3 separate regions of the Mus musculus genome follow, and regions 2 and 3 are each linked to region 1. The links are chromatin contacts, called in public HiChIP or PLAC-seq and promoter capture Hi-C maps. All regions are on one chromosome and are shown on one strand. Each heading gives the region's core, a stretch centred on a gene start, on an enhancer-like site or on the middle of the called end of the contact. The rest is flanking DNA. Distances are from core to core; before and after follow the strand shown.

Evidence for each region. Promoter capture Hi-C pulls out the DNA fragments that hold promoters and counts their contacts. HiChIP or PLAC-seq counts read pairs in DNA pulled down with a chosen protein or histone mark.
Region 2: a contact with region 1 is called in a promoter capture Hi-C map of the 3T3-L1 cell line, with 5 times the contacts expected there. The contact joins the enhancer-like site here to the promoter of Mcu in region 1. A contact is called at or near these places in 7 of 39 promoter capture datasets (the 3T3-L1 cell line, 3T3-L1-derived adipocytes, embryonic stem cells and 3 more), 1 of 15 datasets of contacts at CTCF or cohesin (the NIH/3T3 cell line), 6 of 484 Hi-C or Micro-C datasets (adipose-derived mesenchymal stem cells, cerebellum, cerebral cortex and 3 more), 7 of 115 datasets of contacts at active chromatin or transcription factors (astrocytes, bone marrow-derived macrophages, embryonic forebrain and 4 more) and 1 of 9 other capture datasets (adipose tissue).
Region 3: a contact with region 1 is called in an H3K27ac HiChIP or PLAC-seq map of double positive thymocytes, with 4 times the contacts expected there. The contact joins the enhancer-like site here to the promoter of Mcu in region 1. A contact is called at or near these places in 9 of 39 promoter capture datasets (the 3T3-L1 cell line, the C10 cell line, cranial neural crest and 4 more), 4 of 484 Hi-C or Micro-C datasets (adipose-derived mesenchymal stem cells, embryonic stem cells, muscle stem cells and 1 more), 10 of 115 datasets of contacts at active chromatin or transcription factors (bone marrow-derived macrophages, double positive thymocytes, embryonic forebrain and 5 more) and 3 of 9 other capture datasets (adipose tissue, liver and pancreatic islet).

The regions. Positions count from the first base shown.
Region 1 is chr10:59,614,209-59,618,772 of GRCm38.p6, reverse strand. Mcu (mitochondrial calcium uniporter) reads left to right here and starts at 2,081. Exons shown (of 8, transcript NM_001033259.4): 1 at 2,081-2,249. The coding sequence starts at 2,103.
Region 2 is chr10:59,375,082-59,379,645 of GRCm38.p6, reverse strand. No RefSeq gene overlaps it. Among named protein-coding and RNA genes, the nearest start is that of Pla2g12b, 26 kb to the left of the region's middle. Within about 2 kb of position 2,610, at least 10 of the 459 cell types and tissues checked have an H3K27ac peak or open chromatin away from gene starts, as enhancers often do.
Region 3 is chr10:59,790,687-59,795,250 of GRCm38.p6, reverse strand. The region is part of intron 8 of Micu1 (mitochondrial calcium uptake 1); the gene reads right to left. Among named protein-coding and RNA genes, the nearest start is that of Gm17059, 7.3 kb to the left of the region's middle. Within about 2 kb of position 2,275, at least 36 of the 459 cell types and tissues checked have an H3K27ac peak or open chromatin away from gene starts, as enhancers often do. A contact at or near this core is called in double positive thymocytes and muscle stem cells, where this site is marked.

The DNA of each region.
Region 1 (4,564 bases), core at 832-3,331:
CAGGGCCTGGAGTTATCAAAGAAGAAGGAAGAGGAGGAGGAGGAGGAAGAGGAAGAGGAAGAGGAAGAGAGGAAGAAGAAGAAGAAGAAGAAGAAGAAGAAGAAGAAGAAGAAGAAGAAGAAGAAGAAGAAGAAGAAGAAGAAGAAAACAATCTAAAACCCAAAGGCGAGACAGAGAGAAGGGAATGTGCAGTATGGCTAAATACTTGAGATGCTGTGTTGGTAACTATAGATGGGTAAAAGGCAGTTGTGACTGAAGTTGTTCCAGCAATGCCAAGAATTCCAAATGGGGGCTTGTTGCATTCAGCTGTTGAGATGGAGCTCATTCCTCAGGTCCCAGGTTTCTCTTGTGGAACTTAAAGCTCTTTGGGGGTCACCAGGAGAAACCCACCATCTTACTTTTCTGGCCAAAGAATTAACTGAGAAGTTGGCCAAGGAAGCAAATTCTAGTCAAACTTTAAAGAATATTATTAGAACAAGTAATACAAATTTTAATTTTTAAAACTTCATGTAGGGTTATATAGCCTACAGTGATGTTTATTAGAATTTTTAAAAATCTAAACCTTCCCCCACTTGGATTTTAAAAAGGAGCTGAAAGAATTGAGTGGCTCTTAATAAGAAACAGCTCGGAAGTCTAAGAAAGTAGAGGAACTGCAGGTTTCCTTTGTTACACCACATTCAACGAACCATTGCTAGGAACTTAGTTTCTTGTGTAGTGGTTCTCAACCCTCCTAATGTTGTGACCCCTTAATACATTTCCTCATACTGTGGTGACCTTAAACCATAACACTGTTTTTGTTGCTATCTCATATCTGTAATTTTACCACTGCTTTGAATCATAATGTAAATACCTGTGTTTTAGGATAGCCTTGGGAAACTCTTGTGAAAAAAACTTTTGACGCAAAGGGTCGCGACCCATCGGTTGAGAAACCTTGTCCTGTGGCAAGTCGTGTTTTCAAGAGAAAGTTGAGTGAGGTCAGTCCAAGCCAGGCATGATGGTTCATGCTTGTGATCATAGCACTCAGGAGGCTGAGGCAGGACGATCATAAGTTCAAGGCTAGCCTCAGGATGTAGTATGACTTAATCTCAACAAAAATCCGAAGTACTACAACAAAACAACAACAACAACAAAAAGGGTAATTCTACGCTGGGTGTGATGGTCCATACCTATAACCCCCAGCACTGGGGATGGTGAGGTTGGAGGTGAGTTTGAGGTCATCCTGGGCTACATAGAGCATTGCCGGTCAGGCTGGGCAACATAATGACAGTCCCCCGTATCCCCGACCCCCCCGCAAAAAAAAGTTATTCTCAACTGTGTTCTACTTGCTATCTTAGCAAAATTATGAAACTTGGTTCATCTTTACATGGCTTTATTACATTGCTGGCGTCTTCTGTTTTTGTAGTTTATTTTAAAAGGGAGACCAAGGTCAAACATGGTAACGAACAGTGTTGCTTTTAGAGAGGAATGCGGATCTAAGGGTGCTGGGGAAAAGAATCAGATGTTTCAATTGTGTAGCGTTCTGTTCATTCAGCCCAATGGCAGGTACTCATCCTGGGAGTTTGAAGCTACAACCATTCTACCTAATACCATGCTACACAGCACTGCCATTGGATAACTTTACAATTCAGGGTTAGTCTCGGCACATCCAAATGCTATCTGTTATGGATGCTAACTTTAGACATGCGGTCGAGAGTTGTAGCCAACCTCCTTAAAATGACCAGTTGGGTGCTTAGGCAGACAACTTAGAACACTCAGAACTCAACTCGGAACAAGCTCTGCACAGGTATCTATTTCCCCTAGCTCTCTTATCAAGTCACTTGGTAAAGATTAGCCAAATCGAACGGGCAATCCCTTACTGCTCCATTCCCAGAGGCTCGAACGCCAGAGACCGGTCCCCTAGAATTTGCCCGTAAGGTAACTCTGGAAGTGACAGACAGCCCGAAGCCGGGATTCTCCCGCCTTTTGATTGGACTTTGCAGGAAGCCCCGCCTCAGAGGCTTGACTCAGGACTGCAATTGGCCTAGTGAGGCTGAGTGGCGGGTCTTGGCCACGCCCCTGCCGTCCGCTGCGCTGCCTGGGCCAGCGCCGTTTCCAGTTGAGAGATGGCGGCCGCCGCAGGTAGATCGCTCCTGCTGCTGCTCTGCTCCCGGGGCGGCGGCGGGGGCGCCGGCGGCTGCGGAGCGCTGACTGCCGGCTGCTTTCCCGGGCTGGGCGTCAGCCGCCACCGGCCGCACCAGCAGCACCGGACGGTGAGCGAGCGCGGCTCCGGGGAGGGCGGGGCGGCGTGGGGAGCCGCGGGCAGGCCGGGGCGCCCGGCGACTTCCCTCAACTCGCGGCCGCCCCGGGGTGGCGGGCCACCGAGCCGCCGTGTCCTTCAGCGCCTGCGGCGGCGGCGGAGAAGGCAGGGCGGGCGGGAGGCAGGAGAGGAGGAGGAGGGGCGACAGCAGGGATGTTCCCGCAGGACTGGGGACGCCAGGGCGGGGAAGGCACGGGACTTGAACCTCTCCCTGACCCGCCTCCGGGCTCGGTCCCTCCTTCCGTCGTTTCTGACAGCTTTGCTCCAATGCTCCCGAACTGAGCCCGGTGCAAGTTGTCCCCTTCTCACCTCCTCTGGGCGGGTTGGAGCGTCCGGAGTTGCCGCGGTTGCCGGTGTGTCAGGAGAGTGGCAGTGCCATGCTGCTGGGAACTGTCCCCGGAGAGCACCCCGGGACCCCAGGAGGCTGCTGCCTCGCCCTCTCCCGGCCCCCTAGGAACACGCAGGGAGGAAAATCAAACTTTATCCTTCTCTGATCAGGTCCCCTGCCTGTGCGTGTTCTGCTTCCTCGAGGTGGATGCTGCATTGCTTCAGGAGGCAAACACCATCCCCTCGGGTTCTTAAAGATCCCGGTGGTCCCTTCCGAGGGTTGTGCACGCGTGCCCAAAGGAAGGGCAGCAGGCACAAGAGAGGCGGCATGGCAAGTTGTTCACAGAGGGAGAGATTTAGTGATTCCATTAATCAGTTCTTGCCGGGTTTCATTGCTTGGCAAAGAAGGAATTCTGTCAGTAGCCCAGGGGCGTGTGTATGTGTAGTGTTGGCGGTATGGTACCTGAGCTTGGCATGGAGTTCTTGACCTAACAGGTCAGCAGGTTCCCTTCCTTTGGACTTTCGAGGCCCATATGTGTTGGTCTCTGGCCAACTCTTGAGAGAACAAGTGTAGGTTTAATTTCATAAGGTGAACTTGTGTAGTGTGATGAGAAGGCTCACTGCAGCTGGCCCAATAGAGAAGGTGCTGCCTTCAGCCCGTGCATCATGATCTGTCTTGTTCTGTTTCCCTGTCTCCTAAGAGGAAAGGACTAGAGCTTTGCAGAGAGGATAGCCCTAGACCTGTGGTAGCATAAAATTGTGGGAACGCACTATGAAAAGAACCGAGGCGCTGAGAATACAAGATAGTATTGCTATTATTAGTGGTAGTGATGGACCTGAGCTTCCTTCTTGTGAGAAGATTGTACTTTTTCATATTTGGCATACTGACATTGCTTTGCTAAAGCTTTTGGGTGAGAGCCGAGTTTTTCTATAGTTCAATTCTGATTTGCATGTATGATAGCCTCCAGTTATGTTCTCTGAAAGACATACAGGCCACCCCCAAAATGTGATGGCAGTCTTTTCCCTCTGAACTATTGGAAAATTTCCCGAGCTATCTTTGTTTTCCAATGAAGCATCCTCCGATTTTGCAGTTTGTTCTTAATACTGTTTGGGTGTGGTATTCAAGTGGTGTTTGAAAATGTGTGCCTCAGATGCACCGGTCTCTGTGTGTGTCTTCCTTGTAGAGCTACTTCAGACAATATTCTTCTGTGCTATTCTGGGGTGGGTAAAAGTGATGAACTGAATCTGTAACTGAAAGCACAATTAAAAATGAAGTGTTATTTTTGAAGGGCAGAAGTGTTGTCATGGAAATGGTGACTTGTAAATGAACTTAGGAGTCCAAGGTTTGAAAAGAGGTGAACGTGCTTGTTTCAACACGTAGAAGCAGATTCTGAATTTCTGTTCCAGTTGCTCTAAAGCCATCATGAAGGTACCCCCATCCGATTTTCTATGATTCTTCATGTGGCATTCCGTTTGAAAGATGCCTCTTACGGATTTAACTCTTGATATTTCAAGCCTGAAATTGAGGCCCAGAAAAGAGAAAGACTTGGCCAAGATTGCGCAGCTGAGAAGACTGCTGCCCTCTTGGTCTTCTTTTTATTGTATCCTAAACTACAGTTGCCTTTGTATCTCTCCCTTCTCTTATAAAATTAACCCTTTGTCTGCCAGGGAAGTCTTTGTGTTCCACAGTCTCCAGGAGTAGGAATCGCTAAGTGGATATGGTTTTGAGACACATGTGGTAGGAGACTATGGAATAAACCACTTGATCCTACCTGGGGAGGCACTGGGGCCAAGCGGACACATCCCGTGTGTGCAGCAGATGGCAGTCTGCATCGAACCCGATCACAAGCCCAGCTTGTGGCACTCCTATTCAGCAGTAGTAGGGACAGCAAATTGGAGCCAAGGGTCATAGCTAATAATAGCTGCTGCTGCTTCTTGGCT
Region 2 (4,564 bases), core at 1,361-3,860, 240 kb after region 1:
AGCATCCTCAACCCTGCTCAGCACCACTATGCCCTCCAAAGCTAGGAGTTCTCTCTGCTCTGAACAACCTAGCAGGTTTTTAGGTCAGCTTTCTTAACACTTTTTAAGTCTGATGGTGTAATCACTTTGGGACTATGGTTCTTGTGTGTACGGTATATGTGCACTGAGTGTGTGTGTGTATGTAAAGGTCAGAAGGTCAGAGGTCAAAGTCAGGTGTCTCCCTCTGTCTCCCCATCTTAGCTTTTGAGACAGAGTCAGCCACCGGATCTGGACAGGACCAATAGGGGACGACTGTCTGGCCAGCAATCTCAGGGGATTGTCTTGTCCTTGTCTCCTCAGCTCAGAGCTACAGATGTGTCTGAGTTGATGTGTGTGATGCAGCTGTCTCCCCAGCCCTCACAGTTACTTTTATATGGCACATAGCTCAATTTTTTTCTATATATGTCCAGTCACATGAAACACAAAGAGAAAGTAATTTCCCTTTAGTTATTCTCATTTTTCTTGGCCAAGGGTGCTAACTTCTTGTAACATTTCAGGCTAATAATAATAATAATAGTAATAATAATAATTCATTGAAAGTCATTAGGGAGCCAGGGAGATGGATCAGCAGTTAAGAGCACTTGTTACTCTTCAAGAGGACCAGAATTCAGTTCCTAGCACCTACACTGGGAAGCTCTCAATCATCTGTAACTCCAGCTCCGGGGGATCTGATGCCCTCTTCTGGCTACCTTAGGCACTGCACTCACAGGCACAAACCTCACCTCCACCCCTTAAAAATACACAGGACACAGGCATAATTAAACGAAAAAAATTTTTTTAAACTCAAAACTGTTTTTTAAATGATTCTGTCTTGGACTGGGGGGGGGGTGTAGTTTACCCGTTAAGAGTGCTTGCCCGGCATGCACTAGTCATCAGCACCACAGAAGCAGGCAGAATAGCAAACATCTGTAACCGCAACAGTAGGAGGCAGTGGCCAGAGGATCACGAACCATCCTCCACAACACAAGTTCACAGGCATCTAGAATCCATAAGAACCTGCCCCAGAACATAAAATGAAACAACAAACAAGAACAAAAATATCCCTGATAAGGTCACAAAACCTATGGCCATGTTGAGCTTGGGTACTGTATGGCAAGTAAAATGTCCAGCCAGCCATTACTGTCACTAGGCATTTATGATCCTAAGGACTATGTCACAAGCTGACTACAAAAGCTCTGGAAGACTGAGATGCCACCACCACGAGGCTTCCCAAAAGATCAAAAGCTTTGTACAAGTCATTGCCCCTAGGGGTGTCTATGCGGTGAAATCTAGGCCAGTTCCTACGACCTATTTGGAAAGGAATTGGAGAGGGCAGGAGAAGCCCTCGGAACTGTTCCTGTATTGCTCTTTATATATTTGTGCTCTCCTCCATAACCATCCTGAGGACTGGAATGTGGCCGGGTATGTTTACCATGTTTGAGGTCCTGGATTTAATCCCCAGTGCCTGGGAAAAGTCAAACCAAGCCTCAGAACCATTCCCAGGAAGGAGTGCTGACGTGCGTCCTAACCTTAGTTCTGGTCTTAAGTAGAATATTTCAAAATTGGCTTCACAGTCTAACGTGATACTCGCCAGGAACGTATGGCAGGTTCGGCTGGTTTGAGCAGGTTCGGCTGGTTTGAGCAGGGAGCTCCCATTCCCACTGGGCAGGGGTTCAGAAATATAATCTCAGCACTCGGGAGATACAGCCAGGATCAGGAGTTCAAGGTCCACCTTCACCATAAAGCAAGTTCAAGGCCGGCCTTGGTCATCTTGAGATTCTAATTCACTTGTAGGACTTCTGTTTTGTCTTCTTTGACACAAATACCAGACCCTTTTTCATAACAATAACATGTCTAATATGGATTCTATTAGCAAATGTTTAAAATACTTAATATTTTAACCATCATTACAGTCACAGGACAAGCAATACTTGTTTCTGATATTTTCATTTGTTGGATTTTTTTCTTTTCTAAGGCAAGGTCTTACTATGTAGCACTGGCACTCTGAACTCGATCTGTAGACCAGGCTGGCCTCGAACTCAAGAGATCCACCTGCCTCTACCTCCAGTGTTGGAATTAAAAGCATGCCTGGCTGTTTCTGATATTTTTATTTTATTTTTAATTTGTTTTAAACTGCCTAGTTGTTCTCTCTCACACACACACACTCTCATCAAACCTTGCTGACAATTTACACAAAAATGCACACATTCTGAATGCACTATAAATTGCTCTTGACAGATGTCCCTACCTCAGTACTGCCACCAGGATATAGGACATTTTCTTACCTCAGAATGGCCCTTCTTTATTTATGCACACCTTTCTAACACTTCTCAGAAGTCCCATTTTTAAGAACTCAGCTTCTGTTTGTGTTGGCAAAATTTAATTTACATATTTTTGAGGCCATCATACATTGTGCTTAGAAACTGTCATTCATTTCTGTGTAGAGTGTGTTGCACTCTTGCTAAGCTCCCCTGTGAGAGTTCTGTAGATTCCTCTGGGATGTTTTACAAACTTGCTCAAGCCAGCTATGAGGACAGCTGCATCCTGTTGGGTGTGTACGCCTCTCCTTCTCTTACTGACTGGGACCCCAAACACAATGCTAAACACCCCTGAGGAAAGCTGTTGCCACACTGAAAGCAACATCCAGTCTTTTACTGCTAAGTGGAGCAGAACAAGATCTCTGAAAAGCCACTCGTCAAGTTGAGGGAATTTATGTTTTATTTGAGGCAGGGTCTGACAGGCCTGAAACTTGCTTTACAGCACAGGCTGGCCTTGAACTTGGAGCAAGCTTCCTACCTGAGCCAAGGACCACAATCATGTGTCATCACACTTGGCTCACTTATAAGAACATCATCAGCAATACTGGTATTTGTCCTATTCATTCTCTGCAGCTACTGAAATGATCACGTATTTCTCCCCTCCATTTACTTGCTAATATGATAAATTACTCAGGTGGAATTTGGATCTTTAAACCAATCTTAGGTTTTTGAGATGAACATGACTTTGTGTCTGTCTGTTTGCTTGTTTTATTACATCTATTTCTTTGAGAGCTACACGTGCGTTTGCCACAGCATGCGTATGAAGTCAGAGTACAATTTGTGGGAGTCAGCTCTCTCCTGCTCTGTGAACTCCTGGGATTGAACTCCTGTGGTCAGGCTTAGCCACAGTGCCTTTACCCACAGAGGCATCGCACTGGCCCCAACTTTGATATTCTTGTTGAACTAGGTATACTGTTAGAGTTGGTTAGATTTAAGAGTATTTTGCATTTATGTTCATGACTGACGATTTCTTCCCTTAGACTTCCTTAGACTGCTTAGAGATCAGTGATGTTTCTTAAGGTATGCTGGGAAATTTGGAGCGTCTGAAGTCATCTGTATAGGGTTGGTGGATTCTTTATGTGTGGTAGTTTAATGTATCGCCTTTTGGTAACATTTTTAAGTATTTAATTTCTTAATTCAATAATGGGGATATTCTGAGTTTTTGAGATTTTAGCAATTTCTCTTTTAAGAAATTTGTTAATATCATAATCTTCCCAATTTGTCATAAAGATATTGGCAATTTTCTTAGCTGGAGGTTTTGGCTTCTTTAAATTTCTCTGAGGTCGGCCCAGTTTACATTTCATTTATTTCTGTTATTTTTCTAGCTTTTAAAAAATGGCTCTGAGGCATATATTTCATACCGTCCAACTTACTTGAGGTATATATTTTATAGAGTTATTATACATTTTAGTTTTCATCCAACGGCTTGGTCATAGGATTGTAGTCACCACCAGATATTTGTTCTTGGGACACAGGGTGCCATGTATCCCAGGCTAGCCTTGACCTAACGATGGGGCAGGACAACCTTGAATTTCTGATCCTCCCACCTCCATTTCTCCAGTGTGTGCAAACCTCCCCTAGTTCACACAACGTAGAAATGTTTCCATTACTAGCTGAAGAAAAGTCAGATATCAGGTCTCTAATCCTCCTCTCTCCCTATTCTTTTCTCATTATATGTATGCTTGCTCTACAACTCTGAACACATGGAATCATACACAGGTTCTTGGTGACTCCAACTGCTTCATTTCTCTAGATTATAAAATGAAATGCCACCATGTTCTATTTTGTAAGGTAGGTTTGACCTCTAACAGCTTTCTCCTAGGGCATTCCTACTCCACTAACTGTGGGTGTCCACTATACTTTAGCAGGCTACTAGACTACAACAGCAAATGTAGATGTAACCATCATAAACATTAGCTGGGCATGACAGTATCATCCCAGCCCTGGAGGAGAGGGGCTTAAGAGTGTGAGGTTGGCCTGAATTGTTTGATGAAAAACATTCTTTAAAAAAAAAAAAAACCAAACAAACACAAAACACCAATCCCTATGTGTTGTGGGTTGTCCTGGTGCTGATTGTATTCTGATGTCAATTCTGCTTCCTCAAGAGGGGCTGCCCCAACAAGAAGTGCAACACATGCTCGGATGATCTCACGCGAACCTTCTCATTTTAACTGGTCAAATAAAGGCTAGAGTCTGTGACTGGGCAGTGGAAGGGAAAGGTGCGAATG
Region 3 (4,564 bases), core at 1,026-3,525, 180 kb before region 1:
ACCTTGAAAATGGTTCCAGAAAGTCTAGAGGTGGAGTAAGACAAAGGTCATCTATCCCAGAATTCCAATGTGTTTTAAAGCGAGCCTTCTTCAGGCTCACGTGATTGTCTCTCTATCCTGGTAATGGGAGAATGCTGGACTTCTGAAGAATAAAACACTCTGCGCTTTCATACTGTTTTGAGTCTGGGGTTTCATTCTTCGGGGAAGCATGGACCCTTACATTATAAGGAAAAAGTTGTCCCAGTCCAGACATCTCAAGGACAACCTCTCCATCTTGCTGGCAGGGTCAAACAAGGTCATGTTCCAGGCCCAGGAACCGACTCCTATCCTGATTGGTGAAAACTCCCTTGCTCAACCCCTTAAGTCAAAATATGACTGGACAATGCTACAGCCCACTCCGCTCCCTCTCGCTGCGTGGTCTCATCCTTTAAATGTGCTGTGTAATTTCTCTCTAGGGTCCCAGTTCAGCTCCCAAGTCTGTTCTGTGGCCCGGATCAATCAGTAGCAGCTTGATTACAGTAAATTTTTGTCGTCTGCATTGACGTGGTGTTTGAGTTAAGTTGGATTTAGTGGATCCTACGCACTACCTATATGTGGCTCTGGGGCTGGACTCAGGTCAGAAGCATCTTTACTCTCTGAGCCACTTGCTGGGTCTCTCTATTCTTATTGATAGTGGTGAATAGTTAGCCCATTTCTTTGTGCCCTGCTTTTAGGATTTTTTCCCTATTAAACAAGGTAATCTCTCTCTCTATATATATATTTGCCCAGAAACATAAGACAGTCATTAAGTGACTGGCTGATTATACACTATCCACACAGACCCCCAACTCATTTCATAATTTCTTTGTTGTATGTTCTAGTTAGTCTTTATTCTTGCATAAATTAGTTTTTTACTTTCTTTGACATGACAGTTCCTTTCCCCCAAATTAAAATTAACCATAATCTTTCAAAGAATTCTCTAGTATCTTTCATTTTGATTGACATCTTTCTTGCTACAGTCTTCAAGAAATCAATGAATATATTAACTGGAATTAGACTCGGCACCTGTCTCCAAGGAACCCTGCTCACTCATTTCTGGCAGCCTTAGATGGAATTCTTAACCTAAAAAAGAGTTTTAAGGAAGCAACTTTGTATTCTTACATCACTTCTTTAAAACTGTGTTTTTGTTGCTGTTGCTCTCAAATAGAGAAAGGGAGAGGGGAGGAATGGGACAAAGGCTGTCAGAGTGTAAGAGCACTCAGACAGGGCAGAGCTCAGCAGGTGATCGTTCTCATGATGCTGCAGCTGGCTTGGGTAACAAACAGAATAGTCTTCTCTGTCCTGGGAGTGATACCTGGGTAGCAAAGGAACCAGAAACGGACTTCTGGAGAAGGCCAAATGCTACAACTTTGGTCCTTTTCAGCCCCTAAAATCTAAACTGTGTTGAGTCCCATAGAAACCATAGCACAGGCTAAAAAGAACAAAACAAACCGAGAACCAATCATGTAAGGAACAGAAATAGCTCTGTCTGAGAGGAATTGTGAAGGTACCAGGCTCCGAGCAGACACTACCACACAGCAGCTGTGGCTGTCGACAGTATCAGTGTCTCCACCTGTGATATGGGTGTGTCCTCTCCTCTATCACATGGACTCTGATAGAGCTGATGAGAATGAAAGAAAGGCCAGCTGGTGCATGGTTTTTAATGCCAGTACTCAGGAGGCAGAGTCTCTGTGAGTTCCAGGCTAGCCAAGAGAACCTGTCTCAAATAAAAAGTTAAGATATGCAAAGTGCCTGGGTCAGAGGCAGCCACTTGTATAACATTCACAGGCGTCCCCTCCTCTCAGCCTTCTGGAAATGCAGAGTGATGGATCAAACTTCCTTTATTCTCAAAACTGCTGTTCTGAGAAAAAGGCAGAAAAGAGCAGATAAATGGAACCATAAATCTCCTCCATCTCAAGTTTTAAAGGAGACAAGGCACGGAATAAACTAGTAAGAGACAGGAAGAACGATGGAATTATAAAGCCCCAGCAAAGGTATTGAGATTTATTAATCATCTCCACTTGCCTCTTAGCAGTGATGATGAGATTTTATTTCATGCTCAGTGAAGGGAGAAATCACCCAAACTTGGAAAAGTGAAATTAGAAGTGTTTCATAAAAACAAAGCTTGCTGCCATTTCCAGATGTCTTCTCAGAAAACGATTTCAAAGTGAACGAACAGCCTTTTGGTCTCTCAGCTGGGATGCCTTGTGTGCAGCTGCCTGTGGTTTGTCTGAGGCAGAGTGACAGTAGATGCCACTGTAAGGACACTAAGACACAGCGCTGGCAGGAAGCTGTCGGGCACACAGCCCTGCGCTAGTATGATAGGGCTGCCCGGACAATATTCTGTAGCTGGGTGGCTTAAACAGCAGAAACCCATTTTGTCAGTGTTCTGGAAGGTCTACGTGTGGCCCTCTGCCTGGTTTGTGGGTGGGTGGCTGCCCAGACTGCTTCTCCATCATCGCCTCTCTGTGCATGTGTGTCCTGGTGTCTCTTGATGTGCCCATTTTTTTTTTTTCTCATAAAGGCAAATGTCAGATGGATCTATACCCATCTAGTGGCCTTCTTTGAACCTAGTTACTTGCTCCAGTACTGTATCTGACTGTATCTGAATGCAGCCATCTTCTGAGAGAGCGGTGTTAGGGCTTTGGCTTACCTTTCCATTATGGCAGCTAAATAACGTGACAGAAACAACTTGAGGGAGAAAAGCTTTTGGCTTGTGGTTTTAGAGACATTTCAGCTCATCATGGTGGGAAGGCACAGTGGGCAGAGCCAATGTCAGTGGAACCATGGGGTGAGGTCTGTTCACATGGTCCAGGCCAAGAAGCAGAGGCAGGAGTTAGGCTGGAACCTTAGGTGGGTGGGACCTCCAAGGCTTGCTCCTGAGCACCTAGGTCTGCAGCCAGGCTCTAGCTCCAGAAGCCCCGAACATTAACCCATGGAGACATTTCAACCCAAACTGTAGTAGGCTATAGCATATGGATCTTGGAGGGACATGATTCAGCCCACAACACAGCATTGACTCACTTAACCATTTTATGAATGAGTAGCCAGGCTCTGAGAGAATATCTAACTCATTACCTCATTAGTGCCCAGGCCGGCGCTCTGTCTGCTAGCGAGACTTCCTCAAAGGGATACTTTATCTAGTGGGAAGACACAGCACTGATGGAGGGAAGTCTGAGGAGGAGAGCTACGGCTCCAAAGTCACTGGGCTGTGTCGTTATGTGGAAAGAATGGATTCAGGGTACATAACTGTTTACACAACACTCAGTGAATGTTAGGCTGGGCCCCCTCCTCCACTCAAGAAAAACCAATGACTGGCTCCCTCTTCTGAGGAACATCTAACTAGAATAAAGCTCAGGGTCCAGTGTCTTGAGTATCCCACTCGTGTTTTTAGGAGTGTTCAGCTAGACTGTGGTTGGCCAGCCTCCTGCTCAGCCCTCGGCATGGACTGTATTGTTCTTTCAAGTTTGCTTAAGTACCTTGGTGCTTTGAGCTTTATCCGTGACTGCATCTTATGGGGATACATTCTGTATTAAATTGTAATTATAAAGGTAAGAAACCAAACTATTTACATTCCCAGATGTCATTATGCTGGTAAAGACCAGTTTGGTGTGCGTTCCAGGGATTTAGACATAGGACATTAAGTCTAGAACATACAGATTCTCTTACAAAAACTGCTGGATCGGGTCTCCTACTGCCTTCTGCACTGAGGAACAGGCTGCAATGTTCCAGTTAGAATACAAATTCTACGAGAGCACAGCATGCTGCATATATGTATATACATAGATACGCAAAACTGTAGCATCTCTGGTGTACACACGCACACATAAAATGGTAGCATCTCTAGTGTACATGTATATATATAATTGAGCATCTTTAGTGTATATATTAGACTTAAAATATACAGTTCAATATAAACTTCCACCCCCTCAAGACACACATATGCAAATATTCTAAACTCAAAAAAGAAAAGTAAATTATAAATCTAAAATACCATTATTACCAAATATGTGAATTATGGATGCTCAGGCTGTGATAACATGAATATTTACACATAACATTCTAGAGTCCTAAGGCTGAAATGACTAATTTTCTCTATTCTGAAAAGTTCCACTTTAAATTCCATTATCTGTAAGTTTACTGTGGTAAGGTAAGTGGCAAAATCCGAATCCTGAGGTTTCCCTGAAGACAGCCCTCTGTATATGACTGAAGAAATTTGCTTTATTTAAATGTTGCCAGGCATGGTGGTGCACACCTTTGACGCCAGCACAGGGGAGGCAGGGGCAGGCAGATCTTGGTGATTGAGGCTAGCCTGGGCTATGCAGTGAGTTCCAGGTCAGTCAGAATTGTACAGTGAGATCTTGTCTCATAGAACATTTTAAAGCAAAATGGCACCTAGCTAGAATATTACGGCTGGAGCAGTGGCTCAGAGGGCAAAGGCGCTCACTTGCCATGAAGGCTCGTGACCTGAGTGAGATCACCAGGAAACCCACGGTGCAAAGAAAGAATCGGCCCCATAGGCTGTCCTCTGGTCCCCACCCCACAG